2 separate regions of the Zea mays genome follow, and region 2 is linked to region 1. A link is a contact called in public Hi-C data. All regions are on one chromosome and are shown on one strand. The core of a region is the stretch at or near the end of the contact, and the rest is flanking DNA. Distances in the headings are between cores, read along the strand shown. Region 1 holds the start of LOC542627 (hypersensitive induced reaction 1). Region 2 holds the start of LOC100280946 (cleavage and polyadenylation specificity factor 5).

Region 1 (4,946 bases), core at 1,877-4,376:
TCGTACTCGATGTTTCGTGAAGATAATGCCGTACAATATATCTTCCAAAATGAAAGCAGATGAGACGTTACTTAAATTGATTTCTTCAAAAAGAAAGGTACTTAGTTTGTACTCAGTGAAAACATCAGTATAAACAAGTTTGTTCATCACCAACAAACAAATTAAACTATGTGCAAATGATTCCAGAAAACAAAAAAAAACATCTAAATAACATTGACGTGATAACGTTAACAGGTATAAGAAAACCAGCAATATGGGAGATGGTTTTGGTGTCCATGTTTATTTCATGAACAATGAACATAATATTGATGGGAATACTACTACAGTACTGCACACTTGACAACATTAGGTGACATCTTGATGATAACTATCAAGTTGTGCCCTGCTTGGTGCTTGCCATGCCACTGACGCACAAAATCCATCCCATTTCCCCCTTTCTAGATGATGTATACTTATTTCGTTGGATGCATATAGCATTGCTCAAATATCAAGTTGTAAAATTTAACAGGTGGTTCTAACAAAGAAATCCACGTGCAGTTCATGTTTCAACTATGAACAAGAAATATGTGCAACTTGCCTGCATTGATCTCATTCATAGCTCTCTTCACATGCTCATCAGGCTCAATATCAACAATCAGAGTCTGCACAATCTCGTATCCATACATAGACATTGCCTATACAGTGAAGAAAAATGTTACCAAAACTTCCATGCTCTAGAAGACCAACAAATGATGAACACAGACCTTTTCAAGTTCATTTTCTACAGCTTTGGCGATTTCATTCTTCTGCTCAAAGGCATCATCCAAGTTCATCTTCGGAACACTTGCCCTGATGACTGAACATGAGCAAAGTTCTATTAGCATTGAATGAGCGAAGTGAGGATGAAAATAAATAGAACCAACAATATTCAGGTGACTCCTACTGTCCTACACTACTACTACTACATGAGCAAAGGAAAAAAAGAATACTGATTAACATCCATGCACGTGGTGGAGTAATGGATTTTGCAATTACAAACAAGTAGCACCCTTACCATCAAAAACATATGACTGGATTTGCTCCCTGGTGTTACTAAGCCTGTAAAATGCATCAGATGCCTTATCGGCAAGGGCACGATATTGCACAGATGCCACAACATTGACGAAGACATTATCCTGCAGATTATTCAGAACATGGTATCCAACATCACCATGACTAGAGCAGAAAAACAATTACAAGGAAAAAACAATTGAACATAATGAAAATTTTACAAATACAATTTTTATCCATTTATGGTAATTTTATCAAATTATAGAGAGGGAAAGAATTGGGGAACCTTTGTCTTTGTTTCGCAGCGGACATCAAGCTGCTGCACACGCAGTGACAGATACCCAGCAATTTGCTTCCCTATGCACCATGGCAAGAAGTGGCATCCAGGCTCTAGGACCTCGTCAAACTTCCCAAAAGTTTCCTTGATGGCTACTGTCGATTGATCCACTTGAATCAAGCCGAGTGCTTGACCCATGTCTTATCTACAAAGGAATAAAAAATTTGTCAGGTCATATGCTAAAGAACAAATGATAGAATCTCCACATATTTGCAGAATCTTGACTTAGGCTCACAGTTGATGTGATCTCTCCAATTAATATCACTGGATGTATTATTAAAAATAGGTCGCATAAATGGAATAAAATTAATAAACGAGTAAAGATAAATGTATGCTAGATAAGTAGATAGCATGGATTGGCTAACTTGTCCGTAATGAAGGTTGGACCAATTGCAACATAGAACACAAGGGTACAGTATCACAAACAATCATGCTCAAAGACACATGTCAGTATGTGACATGAACTCAGCAACAATTTCTGATAGATAAAGATAGCCATGTCCTTAAACCTACTGAATTCTCGACATCATCATGGTACAGCCCAAAGAAATCACACTTTTCTTATAATGAATTGCACAAAATAGATAGACACCAAAAGAACAATAACAAACTAGCACAGCCAGTTGCAGTATGAACTAGCAAGATGAAAAGAAGAACAAATACCTACAAGCGTGGTAAACAAGCTTAGTGGGGAGAGGCAAGGTGTATCAGGTTCAGGTCTTTCTTGGTCTTACGGGAATAGAGGCGCAGTACATATAGTCGATTTGTAAAGACAAGTGGAGACGCAAGAGAACGTGGGGGGTTAATAAATCATCTGGGGAGGGCTACATCTAGATGCCAGCGAAAGCCAATAAATCCAATGCTGCAAGTTGGCCGCAGCACAGCCGACGAAAACCACAACATGCTGGCATGCTGCTAATGATTCATTTGGGCGACAATTCCATACACAGACCCGTAGTATGCTTTTATCCAGCGACTAGTGATAATCAAACACGTCACAATCATCCAATCTGCCCACCAAAGACAATTAAACGTTATCTTACCATCCATGTATTCTGCGCAGGTCGAAATTTCCCAACGGTGACCAGTCACCAATAATAAGCCGCAAGAAAAAAATACATTATAATGCGTGTTTGGCTTGAACACCTGGAAACTTCAACGGGATTCGACAGGACAAACAACGCACGCCAGATTTGTTCGTTCACATCGACGCGGCCACCATGGAGATACCAAGGGTGGTTCCAAGCCGTGGCCAACGCACGGTAAACAGAAGCCTAACATTTAGTCGGCGCAGGACAAGGGCTGCGGTCGATACCGAGGAAGAAACATGTCTAACAAAATCACCGCCCCCCAGTCGCCAATGTAGAGAATAATCTGGAGGGGGAGAGATCCCCAAGAAAGCAAGCACGAAAAAAGGAAAAGGAGAGAAATCATTCCACGGCTAGAACGCTAGGGGGATGCGGCGGCGGCGGCACAGTTACCTTCCTGCGGAGGGGATCCAGGCGCAGACAAGTAGAGTACTGAGAAGAAAAGGGTTTGCCCTCTCCTGCCGCCGCGCTGCTCCGTCGATTGGGTTGTCCGAGGCCCTCGATCGCCGGTATCTATGGCGGAAATTGCTGCCGATGGAGGGTAACCGGAGAAGGATTTGACAGATATATGGGAAGAAAACCGGGTCGAAGTTGCGCCCGCCGCTGCTATGGACTACCGATCGTCGTAACCATTGTCGACCCTTCGATACACCGTCTTTGCCGTCGCGTTAGATCCAACCAAAAAAAAATAAAAATATCGAAGGGGAAGGAGGTGGCGTGGCGTCTGTATAGAAAGTAGGGATGACAATTTAATTCGGGGATTCCATATACCTTGGATGCGATCCGATAGATTAAGATATAGATATATTTTTTGACCCATATGTTAGATTCATATCTGATCCGAGATAAAGTGGTATGGATTTGGATATTAAATTTTACCCACAGGTTAACCGTTGGATATCCGAAATTAATCAATACTTTAATTTTTTTTGTCGAGACATGATTAACTCTTTAGTATGTTCTTATTTTTTTATTATTGAATCTGATCATTGATTTAACTATTTATCTATTTTGTTGTTTGCGAGGATGAACATGATTCTACTATCATTGACTAAAAAAATCAGCCACAGCTACTGTATGTTGGTTCTGTGATGAGATTTCCTATATATTTTCCATATATAATTTCTTTATGATAAAATATTATAACTAGAAAACGAAATGTTCTTTTCTTTGATTTGCATATCTCCTGCTATTACGCATTAGCATATTGTCTTAGCAACATGTACAAATCTCCGACGCTCAGCTAGTATAGTAGTATGCTTTATTGTATTCCTGTAAAAGGATGCATCTTGCATCTCACTCAGATAGCATGTTTGTTGTTGTTAGATACTCTGTGACAGTGTGTCTGCTCTGTGCTCCCCTCTCTAGCTCTCCCATCGCTAGCTCAAGTGTTCAACACTACACTAAGATCATAATCAGATCATTAGAACTTCATAAGGCAAAAGGCTGAAGGCCAAAAACAGACATGTATTTGTTGTCATGTTGAGACATGCAGACATGTATTTGTTGTTATGTTGTGAATGTTGCTTGTTAAATAACATGTATATTTGTTTAATTATGTTATTGAATGCCATGTATTTGTTGTTATGTATTGGGAAGAAATTTGATTAATTATGTTATTGAATTGTTGAAAATGGTTATTTGACATATCCAATGGATATCCGAAACCCGATGTGGCATGTCATGGATATAAATTTCTACCTACGGGTATAGTCGAAACCCGATCTAGAGTTGCCACGGCACGAAACACCGATGGGAATGAAAATGGCAGAATGAAAATAGCAGAATAGGGAATGACAAAACAGAGAATGATAGTCAACCTCTTGTTATGTTAATAAATAGTAGAGATAGTGAACCTAAACACATATTACGATGTTCGTAGAGCGAATTTGAATGTGTGACGTGGATGGATGCAGATAGCCTAACTAACTCCTACGCTGCTTACGGATTCAAGTTCGTTGAAATGCCAGCCCTGTTCGTTTTTCTCTGATCATTAGTTATCTAATGTGACTCGGATAACGTTGGTTCGCGTCGCCATTGCTATCGAGGAGCCACTAAGGATATGTTTGGTTCCCTGGCCCAGTGCACGGCCAGACCCATTTGAATCAACAGCGCCATGTTTGGTTGCCTGGCCCAGCTTGGGGGCCTGGCTGAGATGAGCCCAACGCAATATTGTGGCCAGGACCGATTGGAACGCAGATAAACCACTTCGCGATTGAGCCTGGCCGTCACGGTCTAGGGTTCGCAGTCTCTCCTCTCGCGACTCTCGCTCTCGCTCTCTCCTCTCGGGTTCACTCGCAGCCGTCGTGCTCCCTCGCCGCCGTCATCTCTCTCACCCTGTGGTGACGACACCGCGCCCGCGGACAAGCTCGATCTGCTTCTCTGTCGATCTGCTTCACTCTCGCCTCTCGGGTTCATCTACTTCGCTGTCGGCGACGAGAGGTTAGCCCTTTTCTTGGCTGCTCATCTACTTTCATCTGTTTTGTCTTCTC
Region 2 (5,419 bases), core at 2,225-4,724, 130 kb before region 1:
GACTAAAATTAGTTAGAGACATCTAAATACCCTAGCTAATAGCTAATTTTAGTAAATTAGTTAATAGTTAGCTAACTATTTATTAGCTATCTAATTTCACTAGTAATTTTTAGCCAATTAACTATTACCTCTAGTGTATTCGAACATCCCCTAAAAATGAGGTCATTAAAGCAACTCCAATAGTTCTCTAAACAACTCTCTAAATTTTAAATTTAAGAATTGAACAGAAAATGCTTCTTCAATGGTTCTCTAAATAGACTTGCTAAATTTAGCTAGTCGTTATCCAACTCCATTTACTCTTCACATTTAGTAACTCGACAGGAACTCCCTAAATGCAGTTGACGTCAATTTCTTCACACTTGCGTGATTATTTTTTTTCCCTTTCTGACACATGTAGCTAGGTACGGCACACTTTTTTCCACTTTCTAGCACAGTATTGGGGGCAGGGCTGCCAAAGGTAGATTTAAAATCGATCTACTCCCTAAATATGAGCAACTATTGGAGACTAAGTTATTTTTTACTCCCGGTAGCTATTTAGCAACTTGGTAAATATGATTTTAGCAAGCTCTTTTTTAGAAAACTATTGGAGTTGAGTAGTTCTCTAATAGACTTCCTAAATCAACAATTTAAGTAGTTAACACAAAAACTCATCTCCAACAGTTCTCTAAATGAACTTTCTAAATTTAACAACTTCTCATCTAACATTATTTCCTCTCTACATTTGGCAACCATTTAGCAACTCCCTAAACAAAAATGTTTACTGCATTATGTAGATAATGAAGGTAATTGATGACATTTGTGACTTTATATTTTTATGTGGATAGATACAAAACAAAACTATAACCTATATTTAGAGAACTATTGGAGAACTCACATTTTTTTACTCCCAAAGTTATTTAGCAACTTCTTAAATCTGTGATTTAGAGAGCTAAAATTTACATAACTATTGGAGTTGCTCTTAGGCCTTAGTTGAAGTGCAGTCACATGCACAGTGCATAAGATATAAGGGGTGTTTGAATACACTAGATCTAATAGTTTATGACTAAAATTAGTTAAAGACATCCAACCACCTTAGCAAATAGTTCAATTATTAGCTATTTTTAGTAAATTAGTTAATAGTTAGCTATCTAGTCCCTTCGTTTCTTTTTAGTTGTCGCTGGATAGTTTAATTTTACACTATTCAGTGACAATTAAAACGAAACGGATGGAGTATTTGTTAGCTAACTAATTTCACCAGTAATTTTTTAACCAACTAACTATTAGTGCATTCAAACACCATTCAAACACCCACATAATCTGTATCACATATTGTCCTATAGCTAATCAAACGTGTGGATCTATGTTGAGGTGTAAAGATCTGGATCACACTTAACCTCTGCAGGTAAATTTGGCTCACCCAACGGAATCTCAACGAAATCCAAGTTGGTGGCCTTCAGCGGTTAGCAGGTTACATGACCTGTCCCGAAAAATGAATTTAGTAGCTTCTGTTTCATGGAATGGTGTGCTAATTATGTTCCAAGTTCAGGACTGTAGGAGCAAAAATAAATCAAAATGAGTTATTGTACAGAACTGAATCCTTCTCACACGGTCATACACAGGTCGCGAGAAACACATACAGTACATACATATCATTATCAGCAAGAGCCCAGGAGGGGGATACATTATACACATATGCACACACAAAAAAAAAAAAAACAAAAACAGATGAGCTACTTCTCAATACAAGCTCCCATCGGTATCGCACACTGTTCTATGACTTCAACTAGCCAAGTATGCATGCGTCTACTAACCCCTCAACATTCTGGTTGGTTTCCACAATTCAGTCGCTGATGACGTTGAAGGAGAACTTGGATAGTAGGCTCGGAATGGCGGCTATAATTGGACCGTAAACCTGCAGATGGGAGCGACGTTAGGGAGGGAGTTTTGGCCCTGAACTACATATAGAACCTTCTGACTGTGGCACGAGCCTACATATACCTGAGCATTGCCATGAATCTGGGACAAAGGCACGGCCAGGAGCTTCATGTTCCTGGGCACGATGAACTGCCGGGACATCGGCAGCCTGATCAGGAACAGCTTCATGCATTCCTTCAGGGCAAGACAGGACTCACACGCTCAGGTCGATCGGCACAATGCCGACGAAGATAAAATTAACTAGCAGAATTTTCCACAACTCTGTACCTTTGCCGCACGGAATCGTGGAGGCATGTAGGGAAACGGGATGGCCTCAAATTCAGATCTCCACCACATCCCGATGCACTGCCCAATCTAGTCAACCACCGGCAACGTGAAAGGAAGGGTGAAACGTTTGAGGCATCCTAACGTGGCGTGATATCTACTCTAGTTGATATGTCATCACTGAACAATTGGTAACATTTCTGAACACCATGGTTACCTGCCAGTCTTCTTCTTCAACGGCCTCCACATCATCGACAACGGAGAGCTTGCTGGAGAGCTTGCGCTTGAGCCCTCGGACCTCTGAAACGCAATCAGCATACAAACAGAACTCTCAGCCTCCAGTGCATGTGCGCAGGAATTTTGAACACAACTAAACAGCAGCTTCCATATGCGCAGGAAGTTTCAGGTTACAGTGGACAAATTCTAGCAAATTGTAAATCACAAGTACACACAAAGTCTGCATGTAGTCTACCTTCCTCGCCAGGCCTGAGGCGGCCTCCCGGGAGCAGGAAGGAGGAGTTCCGGACCTGCAGCAGCAGCACGTGCGGGTGATCGAACAGCTCCACCTGCAGCCAAACCAGCGGCATAAATCCATATAAGATCATACGAGGTACTCCTACGAACGATCGAGGCCTCTGAAATTTGTTAGAGCTAAATCAGAGTTGCAGAGTCAGAGATGGTGGTACCAGGAGGACGCCGTGGACGCTCGTGCGGAGCCCGTGCGCCGCGAAGCTGCATACGCAGCGAGGATTAGTAATATTTTTTTCACTATTATTATCACTTAATCGCGAGTCGCGACTATTATCGGTTACTCGATCCAGCGGAATCAGGACCGTCAATTACGTTGCTAAGACATGGAGTGGGCGATGCAGCAGCGAGGATTAGTATATTTCTTTTTTTTCACTGTTATTAGCACTTACTAGAGGTTACTCAATTCAGCGAAATCAGGGACCGCCAATTGCGTTGCGAAGACACAGAGCGGGCGAGGCGGGGCACTCACTTTGCCTTGAGCCGTAGCGCGCGGTCAGCGGCGGTCTCGAGGCCGCGGGGCACGCCGGCGGCGTCCCTGGCGCCGAAGTAGTAGCGGCTGAGCGGGTAAATATCCACCCCGTTCTCCCTCGCTGCCGCAGGCACAACCGTAGGAACAGTCTCGGACATGACCTCCACCATCTCGAGCCCCATGGAGTTTGGTCGAATCTCGCCGGAGCCGGCGCGCGGGTTATATGATAACGGGAGTGCGCCGCAGAGGTAAAGCGCGGCAAGGCGTGGGAACCGACTGGAGAGAGGTAGGAGGCGCGAGAAGGGGGGGGGGGGGGGGGGGGGGGGGGGGGGGGGCTGTTCTCATGTTGTGCTGCCGCCGGCCGGGTTCGGGGTTGTGGTCTTGTGGAGTAGTGTTGGGGGTTCAGGGGGAGAGCGATGTGGAGAAGAGTCCGGTGCGGGGGAGGTTGGCGGTCGGCGCGGCAACGTGGCCACCCGAACGACGTGGCGTGGCGCGGAGGGAGCCAGAGAGTTGATGGCGGCGGCCCGGCGGGTCCCCCCGTGCGCCTCGCTTTGGCCTTTCAGTCTTGCACCACTCGCTGGACGACTTGGACCGGCCGTATTGAGCTGCTAACGTCTCCGTTTGCGGTTTCTTTGTCCAACCATATAAACCGTCGACTCCACACGTCCACAAATATTAAAAACGTCCACAAATATTAAAGTCTATAAAAAATCACAAGACACTCGCATAGTCGCAGAGCACCATGCCCAACCTCTAGGTCTAATTTAGATGCACTCAGGTTTCTTACTTGAAGGCTCGAAGCTTTAACTAAATCTTGTAAAAATATTAAATTTAAGGCAACTAATTAGAATAATCAATTACTACCTCCGTCTCTAAAAAAAGTCATTTTAGATTTTGGTACGTATAGTAATGCTATACTTAAAGGACTATAGTACTTCTATAACACAGTCGGTTCAGGTACATGGCGCTTAGACTATCCCCGGCGGTCTTACTTACCACAGCTACTATTTCAAACATCACTCTATCAAACTTCAAAACCTTAGGCTATTTTCAGTAGGCCACTTATAAGGAAACTGTGAGTAAGTAAGGCTATCTCCAGTAGCCTTACCTATCTCACATCATATTTTAAAACTCCGCCATATAAACAGTGCAGTTTATAATGTAAAACAACACTTTTGCAAGATCTGATGATCACAACCTAAGAAATCGTTGGTGTTCACACCTCCAACAACTCACACACACACGTGGTCGCGCAAAACATTGTGCTCCAGCGACACGGTTACTTTTGTCGTGGACTCGCAACCTTAATATATGTGCACCTCATGACCTCTTTGCGTGAGCTGTTGGAAACGACTATGATATCCACGTCCACGAGCTACTGGAGGCATCCTAAGTGCATACAAATCGAGGAAGCAATAAGGTTTCCTTGTCTTACTATGTTGATTAACAAAAGGTTTCAAGTTCATTGTTGAATATTTCTGCACATTATATTTTTCTTCTAATTATTATTGTTATTTCTTTGCATGTCAATGAAGCATGATCTTCCCCATCTGGATCGCAATAGAAGTTTCGCTCTATGGCAAGTCAAGATGATGGCTATTCTAACACAGGCTAAAGTTCATGATGGTTTTGATGAAATTTGGTAAGAAAAACATTAGACCTATGAGGAGAAGAGTAAAGATTGTAAGTCTAAATTCAAATTTAGCTTCATCTTTCAAATAATATTTTGTAAGATTATTTGCAAGAAAAATTTGCATTAGCTTTATGGCTTAAGTTAGAGCCAATTTGCATGTCTAAGAATTTGACAAGTAAGATGTATATGAAGATAACTTATACAAGTACAAGTTCCAAGAGGATGGTTATGTGCTTAACCATCTTTCAGTCTTCAAGAAGATTGTTTTAGTCTACAAGCTATAGATGTAAATTTATAATGATAAGGATTTGGATCTTACTTTTTTGGGATCTTTGTCTAGTTATTTTGTAAACTATTTAGTTACATTGTTATATTGTTATGATACTCTAATGCTGGATGAGATTTCTGAGGCTTTGCATACTAAGAAAAAGATGAAATAGATGGTATCTTTTGAAGGTTCTACTTTCAATGGAGAATCGTTGTTTCTTCATGGTATGATAGAAAATAAATCAAACAATGACAATAGATACTCAAGTTCTAATGGTTAAAAAGGTCATTCAAAATCTCAAAGGAAGGGAGAGAAATTCTACATGTATTGCAAGAAAGAC

The links. A called contact is a pair of places that touch in the nucleus more often than the background predicts.
Region 2: a Hi-C map of leaf shows a contact between it and region 1, with 6 times the contacts expected there. The contact joins the promoter of LOC100280946 here to the promoter of LOC542627 in region 1. A contact is called at or near these places in 7 of 25 Hi-C or Micro-C datasets (ear, leaf, leaf mesophyll and 2 more).

What each region holds. Positions count from the first base shown.
Region 1 is chr4:77,435,082-77,440,027 of Zm-B73-REFERENCE-NAM-5.0, reverse strand. It overlaps LOC542627 (hypersensitive induced reaction 1), which reads right to left and starts at 3,126. Exons shown (of 6, transcript NM_001112153.2): 1 at 2,848-3,126; 2 at 1,316-1,511; 3 at 1,034-1,154; 4 at 744-835; 5 at 578-674. The coding sequence starts at 1,504.
Region 2 is chr4:77,563,591-77,569,009 of Zm-B73-REFERENCE-NAM-5.0, reverse strand. LOC100280946 (cleavage and polyadenylation specificity factor 5) reads right to left here and starts at 3,474. Exons shown (of 7, transcript NM_001165651.1): 1 at 3,179-3,474; 2 at 2,865-2,910; 3 at 2,651-2,744; 4 at 2,396-2,478; 5 at 2,182-2,268; 6 at 1,978-2,088; 7 at 1,560-1,891. The coding sequence starts at 3,360. The coding sequence ends at 1,820.